Regions from separate parts of the Mus musculus genome. Here all the other regions are linked to region 6. Evidence: chromatin contacts called from public Hi-C and promoter capture Hi-C data. All regions are on one chromosome and are shown on one strand. The core of a region is the stretch at or near the end of the contact, and the rest is flanking DNA. Distances in the headings are between cores, read along the strand shown. Region 1 holds the start of Smox (spermine oxidase). Region 2 holds the start of Polr1b (polymerase (RNA) I polypeptide B). Region 3 holds the start of Chchd5 (coiled-coil-helix-coiled-coil-helix domain containing 5). Region 4 holds the start of Zc3h6 (zinc finger CCCH type containing 6). Region 5 holds the start of Vinac1 (vinculin/alpha-catenin family member 1). Region 6 holds the start of Snrpb (small nuclear ribonucleoprotein B). Region 7 holds the start of Rnf24 (ring finger protein 24).

Evidence for each region. Promoter capture Hi-C pulls out the DNA fragments that hold promoters and counts their contacts. Hi-C and Micro-C count contacts between places; a contact is called where the count stands out from the background.
Region 1: a contact with region 6 is called in a promoter capture Hi-C map of erythroid cells, with 5 times the contacts expected there. The contact joins the promoter of Smox here to the promoter of Snrpb in region 6. A contact is called at or near these places in 2 of 39 promoter capture datasets (erythroid cells and pre-B cells).
Region 2: a Hi-C map of B cells shows a contact between it and region 6, with 8 read pairs. The contact joins the promoter of Polr1b here to the promoter of Snrpb in region 6. A contact is called at or near these places in 1 of 39 promoter capture datasets (embryonic stem cells), 1 of 484 Hi-C or Micro-C datasets (B cells) and 2 of 115 datasets of contacts at active chromatin or transcription factors (astrocytes and embryonic stem cells).
Region 3: a Hi-C map of muscle stem cells shows a contact between it and region 6, with 6 times the contacts expected there. The contact joins the promoter of Chchd5 here to the promoter of Snrpb in region 6. A contact is called at or near these places in 5 of 39 promoter capture datasets (cranial neural crest, hippocampal neurons, liver and 1 more), 2 of 484 Hi-C or Micro-C datasets (B cells and muscle stem cells) and 2 of 115 datasets of contacts at active chromatin or transcription factors (astrocytes and epiblast stem cells).
Region 4: a promoter capture Hi-C map of hippocampal neurons shows a contact between it and region 6, with 2.6 times the contacts expected there. The contact joins the promoter of Zc3h6 here to the promoter of Snrpb in region 6. A contact is called at or near these places in 2 of 39 promoter capture datasets (hippocampal neurons and liver), 1 of 115 datasets of contacts at active chromatin or transcription factors (astrocytes) and 1 of 9 other capture datasets (adipose tissue).
Region 5: a contact with region 6 is called in a promoter capture Hi-C map of liver, with 2.6 times the contacts expected there. The contact joins the promoter of Vinac1 here to the promoter of Snrpb in region 6. A contact is called at or near these places in 2 of 39 promoter capture datasets (embryonic stem cells and liver) and 1 of 9 other capture datasets (liver).
Region 7: a promoter capture Hi-C map of pre-B cells shows a contact between it and region 6, with 5 times the contacts expected there. The contact joins the promoter of Rnf24 here to the promoter of Snrpb in region 6.

The regions. Positions count from the first base shown.
Region 1 is chr2:131,490,497-131,493,196 of GRCm38.p6, forward strand. It overlaps Smox (spermine oxidase), which reads left to right and starts at 1,366. Exons shown (of 7, transcript NM_145533.2): 1 at 1,366-1,540. Gm30679 reads right to left here and starts at 1,780. Exons shown (of 2, transcript XM_030252306.1): 1 at 1,072-1,780. The coding sequence starts at 1,678.
Region 2 is chr2:129,099,691-129,102,390 of GRCm38.p6, forward strand. It overlaps Polr1b (polymerase (RNA) I polypeptide B), which reads left to right and starts at 1,306. Exons shown (of 15, transcript NM_009086.2): 1 at 1,306-1,573. The coding sequence starts at 1,397. Gm46764 (predicted gene, 46764) reads right to left here and starts at 1,253. Exons shown (of 3, transcript NR_168333.1): 1 at 1,144-1,253.
Region 3 is chr2:129,128,344-129,131,043 of GRCm38.p6, forward strand. Chchd5 (coiled-coil-helix-coiled-coil-helix domain containing 5) reads left to right here and starts at 1,357. Exons shown (of 4, transcript NM_025395.3): 1 at 1,357-1,514; 2 at 1,835-1,975; 3 at 2,058-2,223. The coding sequence starts at 1,513.
Region 4 is chr2:128,965,961-128,968,662 of GRCm38.p6, forward strand. It overlaps Zc3h6 (zinc finger CCCH type containing 6), which reads left to right and starts at 1,442. Exons shown (of 12, transcript NM_178404.3): 1 at 1,442-1,876. The coding sequence starts at 1,845.
Region 5 is chr2:129,064,601-129,067,300 of GRCm38.p6, forward strand. It overlaps Vinac1 (vinculin/alpha-catenin family member 1), which reads right to left and starts at 1,309. Exons shown (of 11, transcript NM_001370941.1): 1 at 537-1,309. Ttl (tubulin tyrosine ligase) reads left to right here and starts at 1,347. Exons shown (of 7, transcript NM_027192.2): 1 at 1,347-1,703. The coding sequence starts at 1,547.
Region 6 is chr2:130,177,992-130,180,691 of GRCm38.p6, forward strand. Snrpb (small nuclear ribonucleoprotein B) reads right to left here and starts at 1,373. Exons shown (of 7, transcript NM_009225.2): 1 at 1,243-1,373. The coding sequence starts at 1,245.
Region 7 is chr2:131,351,503-131,354,202 of GRCm38.p6, forward strand. Rnf24 (ring finger protein 24) reads right to left here and starts at 1,390. Exons shown (of 6, transcript NM_178607.4): 1 at 1,234-1,390. Gm30590 (a long non-coding RNA gene) reads left to right here and starts at 1,330. Exons shown (of 2, transcript XR_374984.2): 1 at 1,330-1,676.

The sequences.
Region 1 (2,700 bases), core at 116-2,615, 1.3 Mb after region 6:
ATATATATATATATATATATATATATGAATTATATATATAATTCAGTTTTGGGGATTGGCCCCAGAGCCTTGTCTATGTTGAGAAGTGTGTTCTGCTGTTGAGCCACATCTCTACTTCTTGCTTCTTTGAGGCAGGCTTTCACTGTGTGGCTCAGCCTGGCCTTGAAGTTGGTATGTAGCCAAGGCTAGCCTTGAACTCTGTACCCCCCCCCCCCCCACATGGCCTTCTGAGGCTGGGATCACGAGCATGTGATCCACATCCAGGATCTCTCCGGGCTGAACCTACAGCGACCTGTGCTCAGCATTGCCTGGTTCCAGGTTGAAATCAGGGGAGGGCCCCCTCCAGAGACACAGTTCGGAGTAGAGGCTCTGCGGCCACCAGGGGCTTGTATTCCCTCGGACCAAGTGTTGACCTGGTGTAGTACCAGCAAAACATACGAAAAAACAGATTAGGAGGTGCAGAGATGAATAAAAAATAATTTTCTTACTTTTGTGTGTGTGTGTGGAGGGGGAGAGTTGGGGGTGGTTCAAGACAGGATTTCTCTGTTTGACTCTGGCTGTCCTACACTTACTCTGTGGTTCAGACTGGCTTTGAACTCAGAGATCCACCTGCTTCTAGAGGGATTCCGCAGTGGTCCTAAACCTGTGGGTTACTATCCCTTAGGGTTCCAACGACCTTTCATAGGGGTCGCATGTCAGATATTTATTTATGTTTCAATTCATAACAGTAGCAACATTACAGTTACGAAGTAGCAATGAAATAATTTTATGGTTGGGGGGTCACTACAACACGAGGAACTGTGTGTCAGCATTAGGAAGCTGGAGAACCACCAGATTAAAGGCATGTGCCACTATTGCCCGCTAAAAAATAATTGATACCAATTAATTTTTTTTTGAAAAAAGGAAAAAGTGCCACCTAGTATTAACGTTGGCTTTTATTAAAAGTTTGAGGGTTTTACTAGGGAAATACACTTTTTAAAAAGGGCCACTTCAGGACATGGGCTGGGTACTGAGAGGATGTGAGCATTCTTTTCCTTTCACCTGAGGTTCCTGGTTCCCGCCGGCACCCACCTGAGACCTGCAGGACGAGAGACAGTCCAGGACAAGAGGGGCCCTTTCTTCTTTTCAAAAGGGCGGCAGAGTCTGGGTAAACTGAGGTGGGCGCAGCGCTCTGACAGTGCCGGAAGACCTCGTCTGCTTTGCAGGGCGGGGCGTCGCGGGGCTGGCTCTGTTTCTGGGCGGATAGGTGGGTGAGGCGTCCCTTTTGCGAGATAGGGGAGTGCAGGTGGCTGTGCCGCGGGCAACTCCAGGCTGGGTGGCCTCGGGCTCCCCGCCCCCGGTGGGCGGGCCCGGGGCGGAGCACCCAGGCGGGGTGGGCCGGGGACGCGAGGCGGAGCGGGGCCCCCGCACAGGCCCCGGCGGCTGGCTCGGCCCTACGGTCCCGGCGGCGGCTGCAGGAGGAAGCCCAGTGGCTGCGGAGGAGGGGAGGCGGAGAGGCCGAGGCCGCTCGCGAAGACGCTCCCGGGCTCCGCAAGGAAAGGTACCGTGCGGCCTCCCCGACCCGGGCTCGGACAGCCACCGAGCCTCGTAGGCAAGGGGCTCCCGATGGAGGCCGGCGGCGGGCGGTGGGCAGAAGAGGCTGCCCGGGCTGGCCGCGACCCCGGGGTCCGGGCCGCATCCTCCGGACGCCCAGCGCGGCGGCGCAGACAAAGCCGGCGAGGCACTCGGTCGGCCCGGAGGGTGTGCGCTGTGGAGGGGAGGGAACACAGCTTGCGGCGGCGGCGGCGGCGGCGGCGGCCCGGCGTCTGCCGGTCTCCTTGGGACAGCTGGAGGAGTGGGGAGCCGCTCTCCCGCGGGTTGCCCCGGGGCTCACAGGCTGCCCGGCTTGGCCGGAGCCAGGCTGACGAAGGGAAGGGAGCAAGTCGCTTCGCCGGGAAGGGGTGCCGAGGCCGGCCGCCGGCTTGGAGGTGGCGCGGCTGTGGAGCAGGTGAGCGGTGCGCGGACCTTTTGGGTCTTGCACCTGAGCAAACCGCGCCGTGGCTGGCCCTTTCGTGAGCCGTGCCCACAGGTTGTTGGAGGAGCCAACTGATAGTGGCACAGCACCGTCCCGCCTGGGGTCCACTTGGCCGAGCTTGTGGGGGAAACAGCAGGTGCTGAGTGGAGGTCACCCAGGCTGGGGGTAAAGAGAAGGTCAAGAAAGTGTTTGAATGGCCCTCATTTATTTGTGTTCTGCTACCTCTGTCCCTTTCCTCTTACAGAGGAAGGAGCATTACAGGGCTTGAAGGGCCGCGCTTCCTCCTGGGCCCTGTGACCATCCCTTTAGATGTCCCTGGCATTTCTTACCCAGCAGGTTTTGAGAACAGTCTTTGTCCGCCCTCGTCATTTCACAGTCTCCCTGTTTGGCTTTGAACCTCATCCCCCGTCAGCCAGGCACCCAATTCCCATCACAAGGATCTCCTCGGAAGTTCTGACTTTAAGCAGTGCCCCTAAGAAGCAGGCACCCTTTCCTTCTGCAGTCCATCCAGGGCCGCTCTAGCAGGTTTTGCTTGCCTTGCAGTGTCTTTAGAAAGCTCTGTCCTAGAGTTGTATCTTTCCCTGGGTGCCCCAGTTCCTCCCTTCTACCAGCCTGCCCTAGCCTGTCCCCTTCCCCTTAGTTTTGCTGTTAAATGCTTGAGGGCCCCAGGGCTCTGTTCTCAGCAT
Region 2 (2,700 bases), core at 56-2,555, 1.1 Mb before region 6:
GAATTCTGACACTATCCAACCACCTTCCTACCTCTTGCTCTTGATTGCCCAGAAGCAGGCTGGGGTGGCTTCCTTTCTTCTGGGTAGCATGGCCTGGTTACTGCTTGCCGTCCTGCTGATGTGCTTCATGCATTAAGAGTTGAGTAGACATAAGCACAGCCCACAGAATCAATTAAGCAGGGCTCAGAGGGGCTCACAGAGACTGAAGAGACAGTCCTGGAGCCTGTGTGGCTCTGAGCTAGGTCCTCGGCATTCATGTTATGGATGTATAGCTTGGTGCTCTTGGGGGACTTCTGGCAGTAGGAGCAGGGGCTGTCTTGGACTCTCTTGCCTGCTCTTGGGACCCCTTTTCTTCTATTGATTTGCTTTGTCCAGACTTGATATGAGGGATTGTGCCTAGTGTTATTGTAACCTGTTATGCCATGTTCAGTTGATATACCAGGGAGGCCTGCTCTTTTCTGAAGGGAAATAGAGGAGGAGTGGATCTGGAGGAGAAGGGGGGTGGGGAGGAAGATTGGGAGGAGTGGAGAGAGGGGAAACTGCAGTTGGAATGCAATGTATGAGAAAAACTAAACAAAAAAACAAAGACTTGAGAAAGAGGGGGCTGGGGGTGACACATGCCTTTAACCCAGCACTCAGGCAAAGACAATGGACCTCTGTGAGTTCCAGGCCAGCCTGGTCTAGGACAGCCAGGACTACATAGAGACCCTGACTCAAAAAACAAAGAAACAAAAATAAATAAATAAATATTATTTTAATAAACAGACAAGTTGAGAAGAAATGACAGGTTGGTGCCCCACACCTCCATTTTAGTTGAAGCCAAGAATCCAGAGTCTCCTGAGGTCTGCATCAGGGTGCAATAGGAAAACTCCAGAATGGGACAGAAGGGAACCTTTAAAGATACGTCTTGTATCAGGTCCTAATTAACGAATTAAGCTAATATGGGTCACAGAGGTCACACACTAAAGTGGAGCAGGATTTAGTATGGTTTGCAGGTTACAAAACAGCGAAGCCTCTTTCTCTCTCTCCACCCCCACCCCCACCCCCACCCCCACCCCGGTGTTTCAAGACAGCTCTGTGTAACTACTCTGAATGACTTGGAACTCTCTTTGTAGACCAGACTGGTCTCGAACTCACAGATACCTGACCTCCTGATTGCTGGGATTAAAGGCGTGTCTTCATGTCTGCGCGTAGTTTTAACCGGTCTAATCACGCCATGGTGTAAGTTTCCAGTCGACTCTGAGAAAAGAAAGGACCAGTGTGGGGCGGGCCGAACAAGAGGAACTACATTTCCCAGAAGGCCACGGGGTAGGGTGGCTGTGGGGTTGGTCCGGCCATTCCAGCCAGCCACGAGTAGCGTCCTAGCTCCGGTCTCCCGTCCGGGACTGGCAGAAGCATGGATGTCGACGGCCGGTGGCGGAACCTGCCCAGCGGGCCCAGCCTAAAGCATTTAACCGACCCCTCGTACGGGATTCCCCCAGAGCAGCAAAAGGCAGCTTTGCAGGACCTGACGCGGGCGCACGTGGACTCCTTCAACTACGCGGCGCTGGAGGGGCTGAGCCACGCGGTGCAGGTGAGTGCCGTGCACTGCGCTCCAGAGCTCTACCCTTGGCCTGGGGGGTCCTGGAGCGTCCCTGCGGTTGGGAGAAGTGGCCGGGGGGTGGGGGGGTGAGGGGTGCCTACAGTATGACCACAAATAGGGACGTGAACTCACCCTGCATTGCTTTGGGTAGTTCAGAGAAAAAAAGCAACTCATAAGCCTAGTGGTGTAGGGAAACTTGTATTTGTGACTCCTGGATTTATATATGAGTACGAGTCTGGTTTGGGGCGAACCATTTCTGGGTACTGTGAGATGAGAGTGAGGAAGTGATCTTTTTGGAACTGTGTTTTCCACCATTCCCAGCACTCGCGCCTTTTCACACCTGGAGTCTTACGTTCTAAAACTACCTCACAAGGTTCCAAGCTGATCAGACAGACTGCAGCAAGCACATCCTTCAGTTTGCTTCCCTTAAAGTTTTCTTTTTGGGGCGGGAGAATGGAGACGGTTCGAGATAAGGTTTCTCTGTGTAGCGTTTGCTGCCCTGGAGCTCCGTGGACCAAGGCTGGCCTCGAACTCAGAGATCTGCCTGCCTCTGCCTCCCGAGCACTGGGATTAACAGTGTGTGCCACCATCGCCCGCTTGCTTGCTTGCTTGCTTTCTTTCTTTCTTTCTTTCTTTCTTTCTTTCTTTTTTTTTTTTTTTTCTTTCGAGACAGGGTTTCTCTGTATAGCCCTGGCTGTCCTGGAACTCACTGTGTAGACCAGGCTGGCCTCGAACTCAGAAATCCGCCTGCCTCTGCCTCCCGAGTGCTGGGATTAAAGGCGTTCGCTGCCCGCTTTCTTTCTCTTTAAGAATTTGCAAGAGGAAAACTTGCCACCTGTTCTGAGTTGGTCATGTTGAGGAAGATAAAAAGTCCAGGGGAATCATTGTAACAGTGGTAGCAGAGTAAGGACGGGGAAGGTCTCTTTTTGTTGGCATCTTTAGTTTTTCCTGGCACGGCACTCTGAGAGTAAGACACCTCTCAGGTGTAATTGCTCCTCACTTTGGATGTTGGTTGTGTAACGGTAGCAGGCACCAGCAAGCAGTCAGTGCCATATTCTTTGAGAACTGCTCTAAGATGTGGCGCTTTCTGAGTCAGGAGTACAAGGGAAATGCTGCGA
Region 3 (2,700 bases), core at 107-2,606, 1.0 Mb before region 6:
CATAAGAAATAGGGGAGGGAGTGAAGGAATGGCTGACTAAAGTGCTTGCTATGCAAGCAGGAAGACCTGAGTTGTGGATCTCCAACACCTGCATAAAAACCTGCAGAAAAGGCATGGTAGGGCAGACTTGGAATCCCAGTGTTGGGATGAGGAGACAGCTCCTGGATGTTCACTGGTGGGTTTTAAGGTTCAGTGACACCCTGTCTCCAAAAAGCTTCAGGTGTCAAGCAATAGAGGAAGCCACCTGCCGCCAGCCTCTGCCTGCACACATGTACATCACACACATGTCCCTAGTTTCCTTTTCCTGCTCCCTCTTAGCGGCTACTGACATTTACAGCGTGCCTGTCCTGGTGTTTTCTCTCAGACCAATAACATTGCCCTTGATTGTCCTAAATGAGTACCTTTTAAAGTTCTTTCATTAATGAGCTCCCCAGAAGGGAACCCCAGTAACAGAAGCACTCTTGAGACCTGCATTTCTCAGATCCGCTTCACTTCAAACCTTAGGGTTATCTAGTTCTCTCCATTCCATTCTTAATGACTCTTTTGACAGCAACCAGACAAAAGGAAACTAGAAGTGTGGAGTGTCAAGTTTCCCAAAAATGAAAGTGTCACTGTATATTATGAAGGCCAAAGCAGTCGTTCTCATTTTACAACTGCGTGCTAAGGTAATCACCTTACCGCTCATTTTCTCTAGCTTAGGCCTCTCCATATGAGGAATATTTAGCCTTACAGGGAAATGAACTTCCAGGTCTAGCCCTATAATCTGAAGGCAAATGTGGAGAGGGTGCAAACACCACCTAAGGAAATTACAAAGAAAATAATTTGTGCACGATTGCAAGGAGCAAGCAATAAAACCCACTCTCATCCTGCCTTTACCACCTATGGCAGGAAAAGGACATGTCTGAGTGAATAATCGGATGGGAAGCCCAATGTGGCGTTTAAGATCATTCCTTTCCGTCAAGTTGGAACTAAAGTCAGGAGGAGAATACGCAGTGGCGGAAAGCCACTGGTAGCTCAGCCTGAGAGGGCAATCCCCGTGTTCCTAAACTAGCAGCGGCGGGCACAGCTGCCGCCTCAGCCGCAGCGTGTGCCGAGCCATAGTCACGCGGGCCGGTGGCCTCAACTCCAGCCGGGAAAGTGGCAGCGCGAGCGGCTGTAGATCTGACCTACAGGGAACCAGCTCTGGTGCTCTGTGCCTGGCTGCTCGATCACGGCCGAAGTCCTGCTTCCGGTGATCACTAAACGCGACCACCACAAGCCGGAAGTAAATAAACTAAAATAGCTGACGGACCGGAAGTAGTTACAGGGGCCTCCTCCCGGATAGGCAGTGAGGCGGAAAGCAAAGCAGGACACAGCCATGAAGGTTGGACCAATGTGGGATGAGTGGCAGGGACGCTCGACGACCGGAAGAGTGAGGCCAGGAGGTCTGGGTTGGGCGCCGCCATAACAACCTGATACCGGAAAAGGCGGGTCTCTTCTCCCTGACTGATCGGCGCTTGAATTCGCCTGGAGATGTGAGTTACAACTCCCTATAACTCTAGATCATGCTTGTCAGACTGCACGGTCCCCAACGGGAAATGACTGAATTCAAGACTCCAGGCCTGCTTCACAATAGCCAGACTTTTTGTCTTAGGACTTCCACGATCTCCCGGGAAATCCCACCTTGTTCCACAACGCGCAGGGATCGGCGCTTATTTCTGCCCCTCGTTGGTTGTCCCTATCACAGGATCTTTACACCCCCCACCCCCAATCCAGACTAGTCCAATCACAGATCAAAATCAGAACTCTTTCTTGCCTTCTCTTGAGATTATCTTCAGTTTACCCTGTCCCACAGGCAGGCAGCCCTGGAAGTCACTGCTCGATACTGCAGCCGAGAGCTGGATCAGTATGGCCAATGTGTGGCAGCCAAGCCAGAGTCGTGGCATCGAGATTGTCACCACCTTAAGATGAGCATTGCTCGCTGCACGTCCTCCCAGTGAGTGTACAACTGGGGGCTAGAGGGTGCCAGGCAGTAGGGTTTGAATGCTTCAGGGTCTAAAATGCCCTACCCCCCACAGCCCGATCATCCGCCAGATCCGCCAGGCCTGTGCTGAGCCCTTTGAAGCCTTTGAGAAGTGTCTTCGCTTGAATGAGGCAGCAGTGGGCAACTGTGCTGAACACATGCGCCGCTTCCTGCAGTGTGCAGAGCAGGTGCAGCCACCAAGTTCACCCACAACTGGAGAGGTAAAGGAGGCTAACTTGATCGTAGCTTTTTCCTTTCACAACTCCCTTCATTTTCTAGTTTAAATACCTTCCAGAACCAGTCCCAGCCCCATTCCCATACATGGCCTTGGCTATGCATCCAAGAATCTAAAAACCATGGTTCTCTGTCCCCGAGTGGACATGCCTCTGCTTGTCACCACCTTTCACACTCCCCTCTGCCAGGGCACCTGCCCCAGCCTTTCCCCGGCTTGCCAGACCCTCTGTGTTCCATATAATGACCTGGATTCTAGTAATGATAATCCCTTGCTTAAAACTCTCTGGTGGCCACCAATTCACACTGGAACAAAGTCCCTGATTCTTACTGGATCCTGTGTTCTTCCTTTCCTCAGCCACTGTGTCCCCTTCACTACTTTCCAGCTGTGCTGGTAGGGGTGAGGGGGTGAGGTGGAGGGGTGCACAGAAAAGGATCTTGCTAATGTATACAATACATAAATACAT
Region 4 (2,702 bases), core at 192-2,691, 1.2 Mb before region 6:
CTTGAGGGTTTATAAAGTATATAAAGTTTACAAATAGAGTACACCACAGGGAATCCTTTCCTTGTGGCTTGAGTTGGCCTAGATAGCCAACAATTGGACCTTCCAAGTGTGTCAGTATGTTAATTTTGTCTGGAGGCAACATTTCAAAAGTTGTTTTTCTGAGTAAGCTAATGCCCAGAATTTATTTTGGTGTGCGTTTAAACTTCCAAACGAATTTGAAAACAGCAATACTCAAATGTGTACCAGTTCAAAGATTTTCTTTTTATTAAAAAAAAAAATCAAATTCAAATCCTAAATCATTATTTTAATGTCTAAGCAGAAAATGCAGTTGTGAAGAGCAGCTGTTACACCTCAAAAGCCTTTCACTGTTCCTAGTAAAACGATTAAATGAAGAGGCTTTACATTTTAGTTCCAAAAACTAATAATATTGCTTCTCTAGTTAAAACAGATGTGCCTTTTGAAAGTTTCCTATAATGGGCCGTGAAGATCTGTCAGGGTTCAAGTCTTGTCAATAGCTGCATTCAACTAAATAACTTTTTTTCTCTTTTCACATTTATCTAATCGCAATTGCTCTTTGAATGCACGTTATTTACACATCAAAGACAAAAGACGTCGTGTATTTAGAAATATTGGACATTTAAGCTTATCATTTTAATAAAAAAAATTAACTTTCCTTCAGAACTAAGTATACATTACTCATCATTTCAAGACTATTTCTGAAGGATATGGAAATACGTCTGAAGGCCATGGACATACGAAGAAATGAAGTCTTGTTCTTATGAAATACTCGAATGAATTCCACATCTAAACCGCTAACAGACACAAGATCATGTTTTAATTACCTCAATAGCTATTTTTAATCGTCAAGTAAGGACTGGGTGAATTTAGTATCAGAAAAAGTTGCATGGCAGGCAGTCTTCCTTACACTACGGAGACATAACAGCTACAAGTTTAAGGGCTTAAGGATGATTCCGAGTTCTTTCGGCAACAAAGAAAGCTTTTCTTTCTTTCTTTCTTTTTAACAAAGAAAACCGCCAGTCCTGGGTTCCTTTCTTTGTCGCGCAGTTAACGGTGGCGGGGTGGAGGGGGACAGTGTGATGAGTCCGGAACTCCAAAGCCTTAGACGACGAGTCTCGCAGGAACATCGAGAAATGGGCACAGAGGACCTGGTGGACACAGCAGGCCTGGCGGGGTGACCTGCCCCGCCCGATATAACTCCACGCGCCACCGAACCGCATCCCTGGCCTCACACCCATCAGATTGCTGCCTCCGCTGCCGCAGCGAGCGTATTAAAGGCCCGCCCCTGGAAGTGATTGACGGGCAGTTTCCTCCAATGGCTAGTGCGCTCGGCACCGGCGGGCTGGGAGAGGGCCGCGGCTCGCGGAGGAATTCCACTTGCCCTTTAGTCCCGGGCAAGGTGTTGCGGCCGGCGCCATTTTCTGAGCCGCCTGTTTCGGGTGCCGCCATGTTGGTGAGGAGAAATCACCGTTACGGCCACTGTCCAAATCCCCGCGTCGCTGCACGCCGCCCGCCGGCTCCCACGCCTCAGCCTCCGGCGGCGAATACAGACTAGAGCGGCAGCGCCGGCAGCGCGGGGCCGTTGCCCAGTCTTTGCAGTTAGAGCCCCATCTCTCTGGCGTTGGTTGTTAATAGACTGGAAAGTCTGTGTCTGTGTCGCTCACTAGTAACCGTGAGTTTTTACCACTTCGTCACCTGTCGGCGGCGGCCGGGGACAGGGTTGCCCGCAGGCGGCGCAGGGGTCCTCCCCGCGCCCCGCTGCCGCCGCCACCGCCGCCGCCGGCCTCCAGACCTGCCCTCCAGCCCCGCCCCGTTCTTGACCAAACATGACAGACTCTGAACATGCAGGGCACGACAGGTCGGGAACCCTTCTTGTCTGTCTTTCTGTCGGATGAGAGGAGGGGTCGGGGCGGCGGGAGCGGGCCGGGGCCGGGCGCCTCCTGCATGACTTAGACGTCTCTGTGTGGCTCCATCGGTTCCGTGACGCGCACCTTCGTCCACCGCCGCTGCCTGCCGGCCGCCGCGGGGGAGGCCGAAGCGGCCGCGCCCGCCTCCCGGAGCCGGGGTCGCCGTCGCTCTCGCCGCCCCGCCCCCGCCGGGCACGTGCGAGCCCCCCGCCCCTGGCCCGGCTCAGTCGTCGGCGCCACGCGGGCGGCGGCGCGGCTGCGGCCGCTGCCCGCCAGGCCAGTGACCGGCGTTGGCAGCCCCGTTGGAACCGGCCCCAAAAGCTCAGTAGTAGGCCTAGTGGATGTTTGCCTCCGACCCGAGTCTACCTCTGAAAATAAACATGTTTAGTTTTTTTTTTTTTTTTTTTTTTTTTTTTTTTGGAGGGGGTTGGGGAGTCTCTTTCCCTCCCATCCCCCACTCCCAGGCCATGTGTCTGCCGCAGTCCTATAACCTCCAGGAAAGTGAAATGGCAGTTTTTCATATTAAATACGTTAACACAAGTAGACTGCAGAGTTTTAGCTTTACCTGATTTCCTAGGTGCTAAATAAATATTTGACTATTTAGCTGAGATTCTCATTTTCCAGTTTTAGTTTTGTTGTGCTCTGAGAGGCACATTCTTAGCACCATTCAAAGGTTTGGTGGCATTTACAGAATATACTCTTGACATTGATAAACAAATTTTTAAAGGTGTCAGAGGAGGACTTTTATTAAAACTCCTGGTGCCAAATCTCATTCAG
Region 5 (2,700 bases), core at 59-2,558, 1.1 Mb before region 6:
GTTTGGTTTAGTTTTTCGAGACAGGGTTTCTCTGTATATAGTTCTGGCTGTCCTGGAACTCACTCTGTAGACCAGGCTGGCCTCGAACTCAGAAATCCGCCTGCCTCTGCCTCCCAAGTGCTGGGATTAAGGGCGTGCTCCACCATTGCCCAGCTAAGACTCTTTTCTTAAGAGTATACTTATTAATATCTGTAAAGAACTCTCTATCTGTAGATTCACTTTGTCCCATCTTGAGAGATACCCATGAAATGCACACAACCCAGAACTGATGTCTTCTGACCTAAGACGGGTGCTGATAGCTTCCAACAGAACAGCTAGGCACTGATGGCACCTAGTATCAGCCTCTGCTGATGGCAGCAGGCAATAAAAGCCAGAGCTGATGGCTCCTGGCTTAACATGGGCACTGATGGTACCCAACCAGGAACTGATGGCCCCAACTATCCGCCTCTACTGATGGCAGAAGACAATTTAACTGCACACTCCTTGTCCAATGGATTTGTAAGACCCAGTTAAGAGTCCTATCTGTGTCCACTTACCTTATTCAATGTCGCTGTTCGGGTGCCAAATTAGAACATTGGGAGCCTCCTGGCCCGGGCCAGGGGTAGCAGTGGAGTCACAGAGTAAGGACTCTGGTGATGGCTTTAACGTCTGAGGGTCTTGGGGCTTTCTAGCTCTCTAATTATACTGAAATGCTGATGATAACTTCTAAAAAGTCCTAAAAACTTTCTTGCTCTTTCTGAGGGCTTGCTTGCTGGCTTAGGCGATTAACACCTGTAGCCTATCAGGGGAGGATTAAGCAATACAGCCTTTGTTCTATCTCAGCAGGAATCTTTCCTAAAATGAGTCCCTCATAGCCTTGCTTAATGAGGGCTCACTGTCGCAGATTATATAATAATCCAAGGCAGGCTACTTCAGGATGATCACCTGCTAGTTATTAGCTTGTCCCATTATGGCTCCTGACATGTGTCCGATTTTACCGCACCCAGATCAAACCCAGAGCTCAGTGCTGGCTAAGCAAGCACTCTACCAACTGAGCTACACCCATGCCTGGATCTTTTGTTTCATCCACCAAATCTGATTTTGAACTTGGTGGAAGACCCAGACAGAGGGCGGAAAGGGATATTGGCGGGCTATGGCGCAGCTGGAATTATTTCCCTTGGTCTCTCCACCGCAGTTTGCTATTACTGCAGCCACACTTGAGACCCATGTCACCGGCCACACACTGAGTGGCGGGGCGGCCCTGGTGGGCCCTGCTTGGGAGCTCCTGCCGCCGCAACCCGCAGACCTGCCCTTAGCGCCGCGCGGAATCACGGTCGTGGGCGGGGCGCCGGCGGTGGGCGGGGCGCTGGGGGTGGGCGCGGCGTCCGGGTGGCGCTCGCCACTCGGGCGGTGGCGCGGGCGCCCAGGGCAGACACTAGGGTAATCCGGAGGCGCGGCCCTGGAATTAGACCGACAGCGGGGCTGAGGCTGAGGCTGGGGCAGTGTGCACGCGGGGCCGCCGTGCCCTGGACTCGTGTAGCGGCTGCGGGGCGCGCTGCCCTTCGCCATGTACACCTTCGTGGTGCGCGACGAGAATAGCAGCGTCTACGCCGAGGTCTCCCGGCTGCTGCTGGCCACCGGCTACTGGAAGAGGCTACGGCGAGACAACCCCAGGTTCAACCTGATGCTGGGGGAGAGGAACCGACTGCCCTTCGGGAGACTAGGTGAGCCCTTCCCTCGTGGCCGCTGCGCGCATGAATCGGAGAGCGAGCGCTTTTGTTTTTTAAGGTCATTAATCTTCCCTAGGCGCGAGCTCACCTTAGCAGATATAAAATGGGTCTAGCAAGACCTAAACCCGTAGCTGGATTTGGAACGGAGTCTGGGTGCGGTTGCCCTGTCTGCTGACAGTGACCTATACCCGCACTCAGGGTGTCGGCCTGGTTCCCCTGCTTCCCTGGGCCCGCATCAGTCATCTTGCAGCTTTCCGCCACTTAGGATTCAGCTCTGTGTGGTGTGGGCGTGGAAGGGGAGTTGAAACCGCCGAGGCTTGGGTTACCCGGAGGCCAAGATGAACCGGCAGGGAATTTGGAGAAAACTCACTGACTTACCCAAAGCAGGAGCTTCCAGGGAAGCTGGAGCGTGGGGAGCTGTTCCATTTCAGACCTTTCCTTTAGCTGCACCAAAAGTTTACATTTGCAGCTGCATTTAGTGATGTTTTCTTACACGATCTTGGGTGACTTTTGCTCTCCTCATCCACATGTGCGAAACTGGCTTGGTACCATTCTATTCGCGTACTCTCATGTAGGAAGGGACAGCAACTCCCTTTTAAATGACGTAATCTTGAAGTTGTCCTAATGGGTTCAACTAGCATCCCACAGACTTGAACCTGGTCTCATGGTCCCTTCACTACATAGTCATCTGGGGAGGGCTTGCCTCTCTCTGGGTGTCTGGTTCTTTTCCAGAATTTCACTTGGGGGTGGGATCATTTGTATTTCAAGGACAGAAGAGGAGGGGGGCATCTCTACCTTAGCAAACACCCCAGAAAGTAGTGTCCCGTGTCCTGAAGAGGAGAGGTTTTTTTCAGACATAGGTGTGGTCAGCGGTGGATGAGGCTAAACGGAAAGCAGTTTGTTTGGAACTAACAGGCAATTTGGCAAGCTTGCATAGGGCACTTGGGTGACATTATAGCCACAGCAAGCTATGATGGCTTATGGAATGAAG
Region 6 (2,700 bases), core at 123-2,622:
CGGGGATCAGCATACATCGGTCCCTTTGCCTAGTAACAGCTAATATACCTTATTGGATACTCCCTGTATATCCAGGCCCTTGAAAGGGATTGTGTATTTCATTTGATCCTCAAAATTGGACCCAGTGTCATTCATTTTTACTGGTAAAATAGGCTACTCCGGCTGAAGATTATGTAAGGACTTGCCTCAGTCAACTCTTGGAAAAAAAGAAAAAAGAAAAGCAATATCCTGTTTGAGCACCTCGGGTTTCTTCAGCCACGCAACTAGAGTAATCTTTTGGAGAGATTCGAGGTATTTATTACATGTGGTCTGTAGCCAAAACTAAATAAAATTAGGATTTTGAGTACAGAAATTATAACAAACTGAGATTTCAAGCAAAGACCACTTTCCCTGGCTGACCTTTAAGAACTTAAGTTCATTAAGCCTGGGAAAAATCTTGCAGCGATCGTTCACTACCAACAGGATAAAGCAAGACTGGGCCTTCAGCAACCAGACTCCTGGAAAGTTCGTGCCATCGACTGCTTTGCTCTCTCAGTTTTCCAGATTGCTAACCCTCCCTCCCATGGGGGAGCCGGGTGCCCCGAAACAATCATTTGGGAGTCACCTCCTGGAGAAAACGTTCTCGTTCCTCCCACTGCCGTTACTTTTGCCTAACGCTGAGCTACCACTGCGATATTAGTTATATTGTAGCTATATTAGGACTGCCTGGCCAGAAACTGGCCCAAGTGAAGACAGAACTTACTTTAGGGTGCAGCCCCGGCGCCCGACACAGCCCAACATCAAAATACGAGAAGCAAGGTCGCGCGCGCTCTGCTGGCAAACCCTCTCCTCCAGCCTCCCGCTCCCTCCGCTGCTCGACTCCGGTTTCGGGCCGTGACCTCCGCTACTCCTCCGCCTCGCCCGGCGCTGCCCGGTCGGCCCGAGGCCTGCGCCAGCTCCAAAAGCCCGGGCACACACTGACGCCCAAGTTTAAAGCTACGGAGGCCGCGGGGCCGAAACCGCCGTGGCTCCGGGACACGACGTTTGACGGCCGCGCATCGGCCTCTGTACCCCGGTCGGCCTTCCCCTCTACCCGGTCGCAGCCTCACGGCAAGTCCAGGCCTTTGGCGCTGGGATGAAGCGGCTTCCACCCCGACCTCCTCCGCCACGGGCGGCTCGGCTCGGCTCCAGCCCACGGACGCCGCCAGCTACCGCCCCGTTCCGCACCCCCGAGCGCCCTACAGCCAGCCCGCGCCTTCTCACCATGGTGGCGGCTCGGATGGCTCAGATTCCCGCCGGATTCTCTGCCACAGAGGCCTAGTCGCCAGCCAGCCAGCCGCTGGATTCCCGCCGCCGCCGCTAACGGAAATGCTGCCTGCAAAATGCCGCCGCTAGTGAAGCTACTTCCGGTCCGGCCTCGGACCTGGAGTTCCGGTCTCTGGAACGCAATTAGGGGGCGGAGCATTAGCATCAGCTGACGGATTGTGTGGTGGTTTTGTTTTGTTTTGTTTTGTTTTGGGTGGATTTTTCCCCCCCTTTGTTGATTTTATTGGAGTTTTCCTCCTCGTTTTGTTTTGCTTTAGACCGGGTCTCACTGGGTCTTGAGCTTCGGATCCTCCTACCCACCGCGTTCTTAGTACCAGATGCTGGCGTACACCATACTTGGGCGGCAAACATCCTTGGAGGACAGACACCTCCCCAGCTAAAGTCTCCGCTGGAGTGCTTGGTTTACACGCCGATGTCCCAGACCCCACTCCCATCCAGTTCTCACCCAGCGCTCTTGTGAACTCACTCTAGGAAGCCACTTCTCTAGCTTCTCTCTATGTTCTTCCCTCTTTGCATTTGCTTTTGTCTCACCAGGAGCGCTAGACTCGCAGGTATATGCACACCCTCATGCCCTTACCTCCAGGATTTAAACAGAAATGACAGTCCTGGTGAGGACTTTCCTGACCATTCTTTCTAGGAAAAAAAAAAAAAAATGCAACTTTCTCAGGCTCTTCGCGCTTCCTTTTTGCTTGTTTTCAAATATTGATTGCTATCTGACATACTAAACCGTAGTCCCCTTATTATTGGAAGGGCATGCCTTCCCAGACTCGGAGTAACTCCCCAAGTCACAATATGCTAATTTTTTTTCTACATAAGCACGCTTACGATATGCATATCCTTTTCACTTAACGCAAGTGTATTTTGGCACCCTTGAATTGACTTTAAAAACCGGGATTTAAGCAAGACAAATTTTGGGTCGAAGTTTGGATTGATGTCCCCTTCCCGCCTCTCGGAGTCCGGCCTGGCTACAGGAGGTGGCTACTTCAGTCTCTATATCCCCCTCTGGTAGGAATCTCAGCTAGAGTCACCTCCATAGGTATCCTCCCCAGCCCCAGGCTCCAGCTAGCCACCAGAGAAAAACCCCAACTCCTCCCCACCACATCACACCCCCACCCCCACCCATTCCCTTCCTCACCCCTTCCTCCCCTACCCAGTTCCCTCTGTCCATCCACCTCCAATGACTATTTAGTTTCCCATCTGAATGAGATTGGAATCCCCCTTGGGACCAACAGTGGTATGGGATGGAGGCAATGGTGGGGGCGGGGGGGGGGATTTGTAAGGGCGGGATTTGGGAATAGAAGAGGGAGCAAGGGCTATGATCCAGATATAAAGTGAATAAAAGAAAATTATTGAAAAAACAAAACAACAAAAACAAAAACGGGATTTAGTCAGGCA
Region 7 (2,700 bases), core at 140-2,639, 1.2 Mb after region 6:
AGTTAAAGCCTATGGAACCCAGCAGCGCTTCCTAGCCTCTTTGGGGACGGAGAAGGGGGGAACCAGGAGCAGGGGCGAGGGGGAATGAAGACAAACAATGGAGGAAAAAAGGGGTGCTTTCTGATAAGTCATGTAAGATGATCTGTTCAGCTAGGCTGCACAACCAAACACACAAAAATTCAGATCAAAGCTAGGGTGCATACCACGGTAATATTTAGGTAATATCCTTTGCCAAAGCATTAAGGGGTGCGGGGCGGGGGCGGGGAGGGCGACGACCGGACTGACAAGAAGGTGGAAAGAACCTGCTAGACCACCTCTTATTAGAGCAGAAAGGCAAGAAACATAATCTGTCTGTATGGAAGAGTGGGGAAAGCAGTGCCCTAGATATATTGGGAGTATTCCTATAGATAGGTACACAAGCACAAAGACCTATTATCATGAACTAAGCCCAGAAAACAATGTTCAGGATGCCGGCGTACCGCCGCTACGTAAATAGATCACCATTAATCGTAAAAGAAAGTGTTCTAAATATACAGAGACATAAGAATGCAGACTCACACTTTCAATGAACAGACCCACTGGTTTTACAATGAGAAACAACGAAACACCAAAAGACCTGTTATCTGAAATAACACCAGAGACGAAGGGGTAAAGATGAAGTTATCTTTACACCTCTTTTCCTTCTGCCCTTTACGACGATCTCAGACGGTCTCATTTCACAGGACACACACCACTAAGGTCTCCGGAAACAAAGCAGGGTCACTAATTCTCTGGCCTGTGGGTGCACGCACGCCCCCCACCCACAAATGATGAGGCCGCCATATGACTTTCATTAATAAATAAGCCAACCAGAGAGGTCTCAGTGTGCCTTGCACGGTGTGACAACCAGGCACGAGACAAGCACCACAAAAGAAGGAGTGGCTCGGGACCAGAAAACCACTGCCACACCGCACCCCCCGAGACCAGCGTCGGTCCCCACCACCGACGCAGAGGCAGCGGCTCCTCCATCCTCCGCCCATCCCGCCTCCCCCGCCCGGGCCCAGCCCGAGGTGACCTCCGGGTGACAGCCCGCGCCGCCCTTTGTGCCTGTATGTGGGGACTAACCCACGGACCCCGGTCTCGGAGGGGGTGCGAGGCCGGCGCGCTGCCCTCAGCATCCCAGAGCCGGACCTGCGGAGCCTGCGCTTCAGCCTCAGCCGCGCGGCGCTCAGGCCCAGCCCTCCCCTCACTCACCCGGGCGACGGGCAGCGGGCGTGCGGGCGGCGGCGCCCGGAGTCAGCTTCTTGCGGTGAACTGCTAGAGCCGCGTCCGTGAGTCCGAGCCGCTGAGCTGGCGGTAGCGACTGCTTAGCTGCGGCCCCGGCGAGGGGCGGGCCCGGCGGGGGAGGGGCGGCGCCGCGCCTCTCATTCATGCCGCGGGGGCGGGGTGTGGGACCCGGATGCCCGGGCAAGTCCCGCCTCCTCACTGAGGGCGCGCGGCTTCATTGTCGGCAAGTGCGCAGGCGCGGCGTCCCTTCCGCTGGGCTACTGGCTGCTCTAGAGGATTGATTCGTGATGCCCAGCTATAAGGTTCATATCTTCTCCGCTGTGTAGTGTTTTCCGTGTATGTGGACGTTCGTAAGAGTTAAAAAAGTAAAGCTTCGCTTCTCGTAGCATCCGGCCCAAGAGTCCTCAAAGGTGAGGTACCCCTAGTTAGATCTTCCACCTGCTGCGCCTGTACAGACAGTGGAAGGAAATATATTTAAGAAACAGTGTGTCCTTTATTTAATTACATCTACTCATTACTCTCGACCCCCAGCTCCTATTCTACACTACAGACAAACTGACTCAGGATTTGGGAGCACTGAGCCCTTGCCTAAATTCTAGCAGGTCAGCGAAAGCATGCAGGAGTTCTCATAGCTACCACTGCTAAAACGGATTAGCAGAGGGTGTGGGTACCGCACCTCAGGCCTCCCTCCCTTAACTTCCCATTTCCCTGGGAGGTATTTCCCCCCCCCCCCCCGCCCCCAATCCTTCTATAAACCATAACTAGTTTGTGACTTTAAATTCATCATGGAAAATGCCCACCAGCCCATTCCTCCAGCTTTAGTAAACCATACATTTCCTAGGAAAGGGGAAGTAAGAAGGACTCAGAATGTTTAATCACAGACCCTCGACCCAACTTCCTCTCTCTCCAAATCAGGCCAACACCTGTGAGCTATTTCCCTTCTCTCCTCCCCACCTCTCCCCTGCCCTCCTCTTCCCTCCTCTCCCCCTCCTTCCCCCGCCCCCCTTCTACCTCTGCTCTCAGGATCCCTGCTGTGTTGTTGCCAGCTTAAAAGTCCTACCTAATTCTGTCACCTTGGCACATAGGCTAAGGCAGATCAGTACCGACATTAGGGTACAAAGCTTTCATATTCTTGGTCTCTTGTTCAAGGAATTGAAATAAAAGCTCTCACCGATGTGTAAAAGTAGCAAGAAAATTTAGTTGAAGCAAAGCAAGGGGGGGGGGGGGAGCAGCAAAGCAAAATAAAAAAAAAAAGAAAGAAAGAAATATTCAGGACACACTACAACGGAGCTGCAGGCCACGTGAGTGAAGATACTCAAGGGCTTGGATTACTATCTCAGGCTTTCTTTTACTGCATTCAAGAGAAGTGTCGCACAAACTAGAGTTGTCCGGGGAGAGGTTACCCCAGTTGAAGAATTACCTCCTTCAGGCTGG